Linked DNA regions of Sus scrofa: region 1 is linked to region 2. Evidence: chromatin contacts called from public Hi-C data. All regions are on one chromosome and are shown on one strand. Each heading gives the region's core, a stretch centred on a gene start, on an enhancer-like site or on the middle of the called end of the contact. The rest is flanking DNA. Distances are from core to core; before and after follow the strand shown. Region 1 has its middle 22 kb from the start of UBE2K. Region 2 overlaps SMIM14 (small integral membrane protein 14).

What was found. Hi-C and Micro-C count contacts between places; a contact is called where the count stands out from the background.
Region 1: a contact with region 2 is called in a Hi-C map of liver, with 3 times the contacts expected there. The contact joins two enhancer-like sites. A contact is called at or near these places in 5 of 47 Hi-C or Micro-C datasets (liver, retroperitoneal adipose tissue and skeletal muscle).

Annotation. Positions count from the first base shown.
Region 1 is chr8:30,862,621-30,869,322 of Sscrofa11.1, reverse strand. No RefSeq gene overlaps it. Among named protein-coding and RNA genes, the nearest start is that of UBE2K, 22 kb to the left of the region's middle. Within about 2 kb of position 4,967, at least 5 of the 83 cell types and tissues checked have an H3K27ac peak or open chromatin away from gene starts, as enhancers often do. A contact at or near this core is called in liver and retroperitoneal adipose tissue, where this site is marked.
Region 2 is chr8:30,774,074-30,780,774 of Sscrofa11.1, reverse strand. It overlaps SMIM14 (small integral membrane protein 14), which reads left to right. Exons shown (of 5, transcript XM_021101115.1): 3 at 507-555. Among named protein-coding and RNA genes, the nearest start is that of UGDH, 18 kb to the right of the region's middle. Within about 2 kb of position 5,149, at least 13 of the 83 cell types and tissues checked have an H3K27ac peak or open chromatin away from gene starts, as enhancers often do. A contact at or near this core is called in liver and retroperitoneal adipose tissue, where this site is marked.

The DNA.
Region 1 (6,702 bases), core at 3,718-6,217, 89 kb before region 2:
TTCTTTTTGGTTTCCTTTGCTGTGCAAAAGCTTGCAATGGCAGTTTTGATCCCTGGCCTGTAAATTTTGAATATCGAGGCCAGGAAAAAAAAAAAAAAAAAAAAAAAAAAAAAAAAAAAAAAGAATACATTGGCCTCTCTGAGAGCACTGCTCTTCTCCAAAAGAACATGGCTAATTCTAGGAGAAATAGAGATGACTCAGAAGCAGCAGAACCAAAAAGCACATATCTACCAACCCAATCCTAAAGTGTTACTTTGAGGGATAGAAAGTTTGTGCTAAACTTTTTGTAGCATTTCCTACTCATAATGCCCTCAAGCAACCAGCTTTTGCAATTCTTTCTCTATGGCCTTCTTTTTAGTGGGCTTGGCAATATCATGAATCATATTTTTATTATCTGTCTCCTAACTAGTTGGTGACTGATGGCAGCTGGATGGGCTTTAAATGGAATACAATTTTCTAATTCTTTCATATGTTTGGTCTAAGTGCTATCATCATCTCAACATTAAATAAATGTTTTATGATTCTGGCTTTTAAATCTCTAAAATAGGGATAATAATTCCATTTATGTAATTATTACAAATGGTAGGAAAATTATAAAATTACTTTTACTTTTCAGATGAATTGAAATGGTGCATGTACAAATTGTTATTGCAAACACTAGAAGGCACTATTTCTCTACTGAGGCAGAAAATGACTATACCACAGATTTTTTTTTTTTTCTCCTATCTTAAATTCCTCCTCTTGCCCAATTCCCATTAAAAAACAAAAAAGTGCAGTATGCGAAACTTCAAATTATACATTTCTATGATGTACTAAGCAGGGTAAAGAAAAGGGAAGAGGAGGACTATTGATATAAGGGACAAAACAAAAATAAAAATAAATCCAGTAAAAAGAAGGCAAACAAAAAAGCCTTCAAAAGGTGATAAAGGAGAAGAAAGATAATGAGAAGAAAATGAGGTCAAAGCAAGTTTCTTTTTTTTTCTTTGTGCTCATAGGATTCCTTTATTATCCTTTTTAAAAAAATTTTATTATACTAGATTTACAATGTTCTGTCAATTTCTGCTGTACAGCAAAGTATATACATATGTACACACACACTTTCTTTTTCTCCTATTCCATCATGTTCCATCACACATGGTTGGATATACTTCCCTGTGCTATGCAGCAGGATCTCATTGCTTATCTGCTCCAAATGCAATAGTTTGCATCTACTTGCCCCAAACTCTCAGTCCATCCCATTCCCTCCCCCTCCGCCTTAGAACAAATCTCTTCTCCAAGTCCATGGATTTGTTTCAAAGCAAGTTTCTTTTATCCAGCGTAATATATGGGAGTTATTTTCCATGTCATAGCTCTTTGTCATGTTATACCCAAAAATGTTAATTTATAATTAATCAATGGATCTCTACTAGGTGTGCAATCTTCTCACCCAAGGAATTACTGTGGAAATGCAATTTTTTTTTAAATTTTTTGATAACCTTAACCCACCGATCGAGGCTAGGGATTGAACCGGCGTTCTAATGTATACCAGTCAGGGTTGTTAACCACTGTGCCACGACAGGAACTCTTCTTCTTCACCTTTTAATTCTTGACAGTTAAAGGAATCCAGGAGACAGCACAGAGCTGTCTGGATGCTCAGGATATGATCTAGGTTTAAAGAGGGATCTTGGGAGTTCTCTTGTGGCGCAACAGTTAAGGATCCAGCATTGTCACTTTAGTGGCTTGGCTCACTTCTGTGGTATGGGTTACATTCCTGGCCTGGGGAATTTCTACATGCCTTGGCCTGGCCAAAAAATAGAAAAATAAAGGAGAATCTTGAAGTTGGCTTCTGCTAGTCTTTCTTTCTTTCTTTTTCTTTTCTTTTCTTTTTTTTTTTTTTAATGGCCACACCTGTGGCATATGGAAGTTCCTGGGCCAGGGATTGAATCTGAGCTGCAGGTGCAACCTACATTGCAGGTGGCGGCACCACCAGATCCTTTAACCCCTCCTGTGCCAGGCCAGGGTAGAATGCACACTTTCACAACAACCCGAGCCACTACAGTCGAATTCTTAACTCACTGCTCCACATGTTTGGGAACTCTTCTATTAGTCTATTTTTGAAATCAATGTAGAAAAAGAAACAGGAATTGTAAATTACAGATTTGTCTGAATCAAATATTTTACAAGTAAAGTTCCCTGGTGGCTCAGTGGGTTAAGGATCCAGCATTGTTGCTGCTGTGGCTCTGGTTACTTCTGTATCGTGGGTTGTACCCCTGACCCAGGAGCTTCCGCATGCCATGGACACGGCCAAAAAAATGAAAACCAAAACAAAACAAAATCCAAAAACCTACCACTGAAAACCAGGGCATAATCAATGTAAAGGAGATAAAGTCCATTGGAATGAATCCAGCAGGCCACTGGAAAGGTGATTCCAGAGGACAAAGTGATACAGCTTTGGGAGTCATTGGCATTGACGTTAATTTGAAGACCCACATTTAGGGTGACAGTGTCGAATGAGAAGAACAAAAAAAAACATCGAGAAGCAATTACATTAAAGGATCAGGAGTTCCCATTGTGGCTCAGTGGAAACCAATCTGACTAGTATCCATGAGGACGGAGGTTTGATCCTTGGCCTTGCTCAGTGGGTTAAGGATCCAGTATTTCCACGAGCTGTGGTGTAGGTCACAGGCGATGTTTGGATCTGACGTTGCTGTGCATGTGGCGCAATCATCGGCTACAGCTCTTCAGCCCCCAGCCTGGAAACCTCCACAGGCCATTGGTGCAGCCCTAAAAAAAAAAAAGACCAAAAAAAAATTTTTTTTAATGCTGAGTGATGGGAACCAGAAAAAAAAAGGTGAGGAGTTGTTAGAGAGGCAGCTATTTGCGGAACTAGGGTGGTAAAAGCTTCTCTGTAGCCATAGGAGAAGCAAAGGAGTTTATTTTTCTTTCTTTTTTTTTCTTTTTATGGCTAAGGGTCAAGTTAGAACTACGGGTAAGGCCTACGCCACAGCCAGGGCAACACCAGATCCGAGCCATATCTATGACCCACGCTGGAGCTTGCAGCAACGCCAGATCCTTAACCCACTGGGTGAGGCCAGGGATTGAAGCCACGTACTCAGAGAAAATGCTGGATCTTTAACCCACTGAGCCACAACGGGAACTCCTCATTTGCTTTTTCTTACCTCTCCAGCTCAGAAGTTCTTCATAGGCACATCCCCTGTCATTTACTTCTTTTTTTCTCTCTCAGTGTCCAACAAAGTCTCTTATATATGGAAAATGCTCAGTAATTATCAGTTGATTTTTTTTTTTTTTTTTTTTGGCTGCACCTTCAGCATAAAGTTCCCAAGTCAGGGACTGAACCTGTACCACAGCAGTAACCAGAGCTATAGCACTAGCAATGCTGGATCCTTAGCCTGCTGAGATACCAGGGAACTCCTTGATCTTAAAGTCAAACATTGGTGTAATATTTTTAAAAAATTTTTAAACCAAGAGTTATTTGTGTGATAGTAAAACCACTGGAAGCGTATTTACTAAAAATATAACAAAATTGGTTAAAATGTTAAATTTGCATTTAAAATAATTCTAGGAGTTCCTGTCATGGCTCAGCAGAAACGAATTTGACTAGCATCCATGAGGATGCAGGTTCGATCCCTGGCCTCACTCAGTGGGTTAAGGATCCGGCATTGCCATGAGCTGTGGTGTAGGTTGCAGACACGGCTAGGATCCTGAGTTGCTGTGGCTGTGGTGTAGGCCAGCAGCTACAGCTCTGATTCAGCCCCTATCCTGGGAATCTCCATATGCTGTGGGGGCGGCCCTAAATATCAAAAAAATAAAAATAAAAAATATAAAAAATAAAAAATTCTGCCTTATATAATGTCAATTTACTCGTTCTTTTGTTACTTTTTCTCTTCTCAGAATAGGAGTTTAAATGTGTATATTTTGCGTATAAGGAAGATAAGAACAAAGAACTACCTCTTTATCAGACAGCTCAGCCTCTATTTTAAATTCTTTTATTTTGCATTATCTAATTGTATCATGCAATGCCTTCTCAAAATTTGTGCAGGCAGAGATTGTTTTGCTTTATTGAAGGGAGTGGACATCTGATAAAATCCCAAGCACACTAGGAAGCATAAGGTAAAGACTTTCTGATTTATTGATTCTTTAAGATTCTAGCATCAGGTTAACACAAGCAGTTTAATGGACTGGATGATGTAACAGTCACTGTTACATCACTGTTACTGTTGATGTTACTGGTTAAATGTAACACTGGGTGACGATGCCAACCATGACAACAATGATGATGATGATGGAGAAACTTACAAAAGTGGAAATTTAATTGGTGCTGTGATTCATGTAAAGTATGCACAACTTACAGGGAAAAAAGAGAATAAATTCTCGATTATGAATTCTTCATTTGAAATAATCACTTTTGGGTGATTAAAATCTAGTAAGCTGCTTTATTTTCAGAAAGTCTTTCTCCATTGTTGCCCATAGCCGCTCTGCACAGGTCATGAAATAATAGCCTATAGGTATGAGAGTTTTAGAAAACAGAGATTAAAAGCCCTGGCTCTGAAGTCAAAAAGTTGGAGTGACATTATATTTCTTAGGTTGGAGTGACATTATATTTCTTAGTTTTCTCATCTATAAGAAGGTGATGTTATCTATTGCATTATTATGAGAATTACGCATACCATGAGAACTGGCCCATCAAAAATGCTCAGCTATTGCTGGCTAGTGACTATTAGGTTTTATTTTAGACTGTCCCTGATGACCTATCTACTCTGCTTAAAAGTAATTGGTGGACAGAGTCATCCATAATTTAATGGCAGTTGCTGCTTATGTGATTTCCAGTATTTGGGTGGAGAACTATTTGTCAAAGCCAAGGACTCTGTGTTCCGTTTCTGTGTCATGTTTATTCAGTCATTAAGTAACCACAGTGTCTGTCTTTGACCTTATATTACTCAGTATCTATGATTTAATTGTTGAAAATGATATCTGGTCCCAAATTATGTTTGTAAGTCATGTCAGTCTTCCAGTGGAGAAAGCAGGCCTCCACCCATATAGATCATTCTGTTCAGAAAACCACATCCTCGATTTTGTCCCTGGTTCAAATACAAATGCCTTGGTTCCTATAATTTTAGGATAAGACTACTTTGTTTTTACATGGAGCTTTCAAACCATTGTCAAACATAATCTCTTTTTCATTCTTATCATCTGGATCTAACTGATCTTATGCTGTCTCAAAACTTTTGCCCTAGCCCTAGTTAGGTTATATTCAAGAACTGAAAATTCTATGGAGGCCTCTGTTTCCAACTTCTTCCCATTTCAACTTATGTTGGATACTATAAAGTATCTCAGCAAACATACCAATTTTTTCATGAATAACTCTCCTTAAACATTCCCAGTCTCATTAAATTAATTAATTAATTAGTCTTTTTTGGAGGGTGCACTTGTGGCATATGGAAGTTTCCAAGACAGGTGGCCTAGGCCCCAGCCACAGCAATGCCAGATTCTAACCATGTCTGTGACCTACGCCACAGTTCATGGCATACTGGATTCTTTAACCCATTGATCGAGGCCAGGGATGGAACCCATGTACTCATGGATATTAGTCGGATTCTTTACCACTGAGCCACAACAGAAACTCCCCAGAGTCTCATTTTAGACATGAACCATTGATACCCTTAGCTTGAACTTAGGAGAGACTCTAGGCTTGTATGTTTTATATTATTTTTTGTGACCTGAGCCACAGCAGTGACAAACACTGGATCCTTAACCTGCTGAGCCACCAGGGAATTCCTAGGATTGTATGTTTTAAATATCATAAACTCATTTGTTGGAATCTGATCATACTCTTGGCCACCTACACTGTGAAGATGAAAGTTTAGTCAAGTATTTAATGTAAAGTAATCTAATTTAATTTAATTTGCTTTTTAGGGCTGCACCTGCAGCATATGGAAGTTCCCAGGCTAGTGGTCACATTGGAGCTACAGAGGCCTACGCCACAGCCACAGCAGCACAGGATCCTTAACCCACTGAACGAGGCCAGGGATAGAACCTGAATCCTCATGGATCCTAGTCAGGTTTATTAACTGCTGAACCACGAAGGGGACTCCCAAGTTTAGTCAAGTATTTTAATTTAAGATAAACTTCTGGAGTTCCTGTTGTGGCGCAGTGAAAACGAATCTGACTAGGAACCGTGAGGTTGTGGGTTCAATCCCTGGCCTCTCTCAGTGGGTTAAGGATCTGGTGTTGCCGTGAGCTGTGGTGTAGGTCGCAGACGAGGCTCAGATCCTGCATTGCTGTGGCTCTGGCATAGGCCAGTGGCTACAGCTCCGATTGGACCCCTAGCCTGGGAACCTCCATATGCCGCAGGTGCAGCCCCAGAAAAGGCAAAAAAAAAAAAAAAAAAAGATAAACTTCTATGTGTTGAAAGTGGTTCTAACTAGAATTGGAACAGCCAGTTTTGACTCTCCTCTTAAGTGGCAGTGGGTCTAGAGTCGAAATATTCTATTATTTTTTCTCCTAAATTAGGTAATATTACATCTTTTTCTCATCCTTCTTTACCTTTATTTATTTTTATTTTTTGCTTCTTTTTTTTTTTTTTTTTTTTTTAAGGGCCACATCTGTGGCATATGGGAGTTCCCAGGCTAGGAGGCAAATTGGAGCTGCAGCTGCCAGCCCACACCACAGCCACAGCAATGTAGGATCCTTAATCCACTGAGT
Region 2 (6,701 bases), core at 3,900-6,399:
ATTGTTTCCCCAACCAGTTGCAAGGTATAAATTAACCTGGGCCACGGCTGCAGCAACACTGGATCCTTAGCCCCCTGTGCCAGCAGAAACGCCAATAGAACCTATTTTTTTCTCTCTCTGCTTCTAATTTTCATTGAGGAAAAAACAGTCTTTAAGTCTACCCTCTTTCTGGTAGCTCTCCTTAACAGTTAAGTGCTTTTCCTTTGGGAAATCTGATAACATATGGCGGAAGGAGTTTGTGCACACGTGATTTTTTTAAATTCCTAATTTAAATAGCTGAAATGCATAGATCACAGTATATTTGCATATTATTTTGAGTAGCAAGAAATCCCCCCAATCTGAGCAACCTCTCAGTGTGTTCTGTTTTTATCTGATTTTTGAAGATACGATATATACTATGGTGGTAGTCATTTAAAAAAAAAAAAAAGCCATGATCTTTCTAATAAATAGTATCCTTTTTTGGTTAAATCCAATGGCTAACTTTCCTTTCTTCTTATTCATTGTAGTTGAGGCAGTCCCAGTCCTACTGCACAGACACAGAATGTCTTCAGGAATGTAAGTAATAATGGACAGGAGAAAGGCTTGGCATTGGGGGCAGAATTAGAGACCAGAATATAACTGAATATTTGCCAGAAGTTATTTTTACAGTTTGCCTTTTAAGGACATGGTTTTCAGTATTCAGTATTGTATTTCCTACTTAAATTAAAAAAAATTTTTTTTTTGGTTTTTAGGGCCACATTGCAGCATATGGAGGTTCCCAGGCTAGGAGTCATATCTCAAATCGGAGCTACGGCTGCCGGCCTACGCCACAACCACAGCAACATCAGATCCAAGCCACATCTGCGACCTACACCACAGCTCACAGCAATGCTGGATCCTTAATCCACTGAGTGAGGCCAGGGATGAAACCCATAACCTCATGGTTCCTAGTCGAGTTTGTTTCCGCTGCGCCACGATGGGAACTCCAATTTTTAAAAATTTTTTGGCCTCACCCATGGCATAAAAATGGGTTCCCAGACCAGGGATTGAATCCAAGCTACAGTAGAGACCTACATAGCAGCTGTGCCACACTGGATCCTTGAACCCACTGCCCCAGGCCAGAGATCGAACCCACACCCCTGCAATGACCTGAGCCACTGCAGTCAGATTCTTAACCCACTGTGCCAAAGCCAAACTCCTTTAATTTAAAATTAAAATTTGAGCGTTTTTTGGTCCTGCCTCAAAAATAAAACCCGTTCATTGAATAAAATTATAAAATCACAGATAAGGAAAAAAAAAAAAAAAGGAAAATCTAGCAGAATTCTAAAAGATGACCACTGTTGGCAGCTTGGTATAAACCCTTCTAGACTTTTTCGGGGGCAGATATGTGTGGAACGGCATTTGTGGTTGATTGAACTGAACACCGAGGCTGTTAGCACAAACCTCCCACTCTTTCTCTAGCATTTCTTTGGGTCCATTGGCAGATTTGAGAATTTGTGGGCAAAGGCAGGAGGCCATTTTTTCCTAGGCTTGGAAGCTTTGGAAGCAACTGGAGTCATTCCTTTGGCCCTGCCTTTAGCATTCTCAAGAGGGCATGGGCAGTAAGGGAGGCTTCTCCTTGGCTTTATAGGCAACAGTGATGGTAAAGTGAGAATCAGCACAGGAAGATGGATCCCACATGGTGAATGTAATAGAGTGGTGGCCATTATATGGAGGCATCTTTTTTCAGTACAGAAATAACTTGAGGTATACTTTGCAGTGAAATAATAGCCAATCCAGTCTTGTACCATAGTAATTTGACTGAAAGAATAGAAGTATGACATTTCACAGGATGATGAAGGCTGGCGCAATTCAATTTCATATTTACTTACAAAAATGGAATAGGGAGTTCCTGTCACGGCACAGCAGAAACAAATCCGACTAGGAACCATGGGGTTGCGGGTTTGATACCTGGCCTCGCTCAGTGGGTTAAGGATCCAGCATTGCCGTGAGCTGTGGTATAGGTCGAAGACGTGGCTTGGATCTGGTGTTTCTGTGGTTGTGGCTTAGGCCGGCAGCAACAGCTCCGATTAGACCCCTAGCCTGGGAACCTCCATATGCCACAAGTGCGGCCCAAAAAAAAAAGACAAAAGTCAAAAAAAAAAAAAAAATGGGATTAGTTTGTGTTGTTTTTCACTGCTGTATTGTGAATATATCAGCATGTATTTACCTTAAAAATATTTATTGACGGAGTTCCTGTTGTGGCTCAGTGGAAACAAATCTGACTAGTATCCATGAGGATGTGGGTTCAATCCCTGGCCTTGCTTAGTGGCTCAGGGATCCAGTATTGCCGTCAGCTGTGGTAGGTTGCTGGTGCAGCTCGGATCCCAAGTTACTGTGGCTATGGTGTAGGCCGGCAGCTGTAGCTCCGATTTGACCCCTAGCCTGGGAACCTACATATGTCACGAGTGTGGCCCTAAAAAGCAAAAAAAAAAAAAAAAAAAAAAAAATTACTCACTAAATAATAAATCATTATTGGGATGCACCAGCATTTAAATAATTCCCTTTTGTTGGAATCTTAGGTTGCTGATATATTTTTGCTGTTACAAATAATACTTGAACAAACATCCTTTTGCATATTTTGAGGCTCTTAACATATTGCCAGATGAGATTTTTTAATAGGCTAGTTGCTTTTATACCTCACATCTCTGAAGCTGAGCACCACTTTTTTATGTATATGAAACCAAAACAAAACACAACACAATGAATTATCATTATAAAAGGGCTTATTTTTACATTATTAATTACTGTTATTATGGTTTGAATTATGATCAAATTCTGTATATATAACAGTGTAGAGAAATAGGAGCTAGTGCCTGGCCAAAGTAGGAATTTTGTCAGAATGTAGTCTATTGATACAGCAGGGTAATAATTATATGCCTCTGGACAAGAAAGTAATGGGCAGATGATGTGTTCAGGTTTTGGGCTGATAGTTCCCCTACTGCAGATTCATTTATGTTGCCTTTTCAGTATTGTTCATTAATCTATAGCGTGCCCTCTGATAAGTAGGTAAGTAGCTCAAATTTTTGCCTCAGCAGTAAAAGCTAAAACCTGTTCTTCTAGTTGAAAGTAATCTTGTTGAACGCCTTATGGAAAACAAGTGTTTATTATATTTGTGGTTTTTGTGACCTTTGAGCCAGCCCCACCTGTAAACTAAATATATTCTTATTTCTGTGAGTGAAATTTCACTTCTTTAATCCAAATATAAAGGCAAAACTCTAGAGCTTGAATAGTACTTTAATTCTGTTGGTCAGTTCCCCTCTTCCTGCCTGTTTTTGTTTTTTTTTTTTTGGGTTTGGCTGTCCCAGTTCTTTTAGCATTTGGTGGAAATCCTTTCTGACAGTCATGTCTTTAAATGGTTTAAGCAGTTGTTTCCTCTGAGTGATATGATTACTTTTCTGTGAATTCTAAATTATTACCAATGAGCTTATGCTGTTTTCATAAAATATATTAATCAGGAGTCTACACAACCCCCTACTCTTTTTCAGTAATTTGCAAGGATGGCTCACAGCGCTCAGGAAAACAGTGTAATTACTATTTTCAGTATATTATAAAGGATACAATTCAGAAACAGCCAAATAGAAGAGATGTGTAGAGCAAGGTATGAGGGAAGGGGAACAGCTTAGCCCTGTTTTCCCGGGGTGTGCCACCCTCCCAGCTCTTCATGTGTTTACCTGCCAGGAAGCTCTGTGAACCCCATTATTTAGGATTTTTGTGACAGTTCCATTCCATCGGTTCCAGTCATTGGCCCTTGGTGAATAACTCGATCTCCAGCTCCTCTACTCGCCCTGGAGGTTGAGGAGCAGAACTCAAAGTTCTAACCCTTGGTCAGACTCTGGCAACCAGTCCCCACCCTGAAGCTTTCTAGGGGACCCACTGAGAGTCACCTCATTAGCGTAACTCACTTATGGTTGAATGGGGGTTTATTATGGGTAACAAAAAACTTCACATTCTCCTCACCCATATCACTCAGGAAATTCTAAGTGTTTTAGCAGTATGAAGCCAGGAACCAGAAGAATGAAAACGAAATATGTATTTTTTACTATATCCCAATATCACAGTACCCATTGTGCCTGCCATGGTGTGCTCCATGTATTCGAGATGATTTTATAGACTGTGGAGCACTCTGCTTCATGTGGTAGCAGAATCTAGTATCAATCTGTCAGCAGATCTCATTACTACATCATTCTTTATATTGATCTATAGTCCACTTCATTGGGATATTCACCCCCAGTTTTGTTCTCTAGAGCCGCATAGAACTCTTCTGCAAGACTGTCTTTCAGATTAAGAGCTGTATGGAAACTAGCTTTATTGCTAATTTAATTGTGAAGTAAATCTAAAGATTGGTAGATGTTCTGAGGATATTGTAATTACTGTTAACAACCCTAAAATTACAGGGTTAAAGCCTCCTGGTGCATTGTCCACTTTCACTGCTCTTCCGTTTCTACTTCTCTGGAAACCTATATAAGTTTGTAGAAATTATCCCTCAGGATCTGTCAACCCTTAGAGCTTCCCTCTTTTTCATCTTCCTGGTGTCCAGCCAAGTTAATTAACTTCATTGTGAATATTCCATTTGATACCTTCCATATGCCTCAGGTGCAGCCATAAAAAGACAAATAAATATAAAAGATAAACAGGTAAATAAATAAGTAAATATGCTATACTAGTTTCAGAAGAAAGGAAAGAGTGGGTGGAGCAAATGGAGGTTTTTTTGTTGTTGTTGTTTTTTTTTTTAAACAGAAGAGAGAGGGTCGTAGGATATAGTTAAATAAATGGAGGTTAGTTGTAATTTTTCCCTGCCAGACAGAAGGACTGAGTTGGCAGAGCTGGCACATGCTGTCGGCCAAACTAGCATCGAACTATTGCATCAGATTCATTTAGAAAGCCTTAAAAAATATTGTTGGTTCCTGACGCCACCCTTGAGCTGCTCCTGAATTGGATGATAGGAGGCAGGGCCTTAGATACTGTGGTGCTGATATTGTCACAGGCTATTCTGATGGGCAGACAGGCCCGGGAACCCTTGGCTAAAGAAGCAAGAAGGCATGGGGTTGATTGGAACAGAGGATGCTTTTTCAGAGAAATGCTAAGAGGTAATATTGATGAGTAGAGCTAGATCAGATGAGGAAAGGCCAGGCTGAAGGGTTCAGAGTTGAGCAATAGCCAGTAATGAGTCACACGGTTAGTCAGAGATGTGTTAAGAGCAGTGGTTTTTTGGTTTTTTTTTGGGGGGGTTGTCTTTTTGCTATTTCTTTGGGCCGCTCCCATGGCATATGGAGGTTCCCAGGCTAGGGGTCGAATCGGAGCTGTAGCCACTGGCCTACGCCAGAGCCACAGCAACGCGGGATCCGAGCCGCGTCTGCAACCTACACCACAGCTCACGGCAATGCCGGCTCGTCAACCCACTGAGCAAGGGCAGGGACCGAACCCGCAACCTCATGGTTCCTAGTCGGATTCGTTAACCACTACACCACGACGGGAACTCCAAGAGCAGTGTTTTAAGCAGACTTTTTTGGCAGCAGTATGAAAGAAGGAAAGGCTGCAGTAGGAACCAGGCTAGGAGACAGTTATAGGGAACTAGGAGTCATCACTATGAAAGTCTTAAAACAGAGTGCGCATTTTATCAGGGTTGCTCTGTCTAGAAATATGCATTAGTAAATTTGTTATTTGAAGTTTAACTCTCTGAAGCATCACAATCTTACTTAGGAAGAATATCAAAAAGTAAGGGACCTAAGTTCTCTTGTGGCCTGATGGTTAAGGGTCGGGCGTTGTCACCTCAGTGGCTTGAGTCGCCACTCTGTTGCAAGTTGGATCCCTGGTCCAGGAATTTCCACATGCCGCAGGTGTGGCCAAAAATAAAAGGGGGTTGGGTGGGGGGAGAATGGTCATGGAAAATGAGGACTGGGAGTTCCTGTCGTGGCTCAGTGGTTAACAAATCTGACTAGGAACCATGAGGGTTCTATCCCTGGCCTCTCTCAGTGGGTTAAGGATCTGGTGTTGCTGTGAGCTTTGGTGTAGGTTGCAGACACGGCTTGGATCCTGAGGTTGCTGTGGCTGTGGTGTAGGCCGTTGGCTACAGCTCTGATTAGACCCCTAGCCTGGGAACCTCCATATGTCGTGGGGGCGCCCCCAGAAAAGACCAAAAAAAAAAAAAAAGGAAAAAGAAAAGAAAATGAGGACTAAAATTACCGATTAGGCTTAGCAGCATGGAGATGTCATAGGTGACCTTTTAAAGAGCTCTTTGGATGTTGATGGAGGTGGATGCCAACCTGAACAGTGAGTGGGAGGTAGTGAAGTGTAAGTATAAATGTAGATCACTCTCAGCTTTGATAGCAGCTGGACAGAGAATGAGGTTGAGGGAGGGCTTTTTTTTTTTTTTCCCAAAGATGGTGGAAACTTTATCACATTTAAATGATTCTGTGATACAGTAGAGAGAGGATAATGGATAGATTCCTGTGAGAGCTGTGGGATCCAAAGCTTAAGTGAAGAAACTGGTCTTTATTTATTTATTTATTTTTTTGTCTTTTGTCTTTTTGTCTTTTGTTGTTGTTGTTGTTGCTATTTCTTGGGCCGCTCCCGCAGCATATGGAGGTTCCAAGGCTAGGGGTTGAATCGGAGCTGTAGCCACCGGCCTACGCCAGAGCCACAGCAACACAGGATCCGAGCCGCGTCTGCAACCTACACCA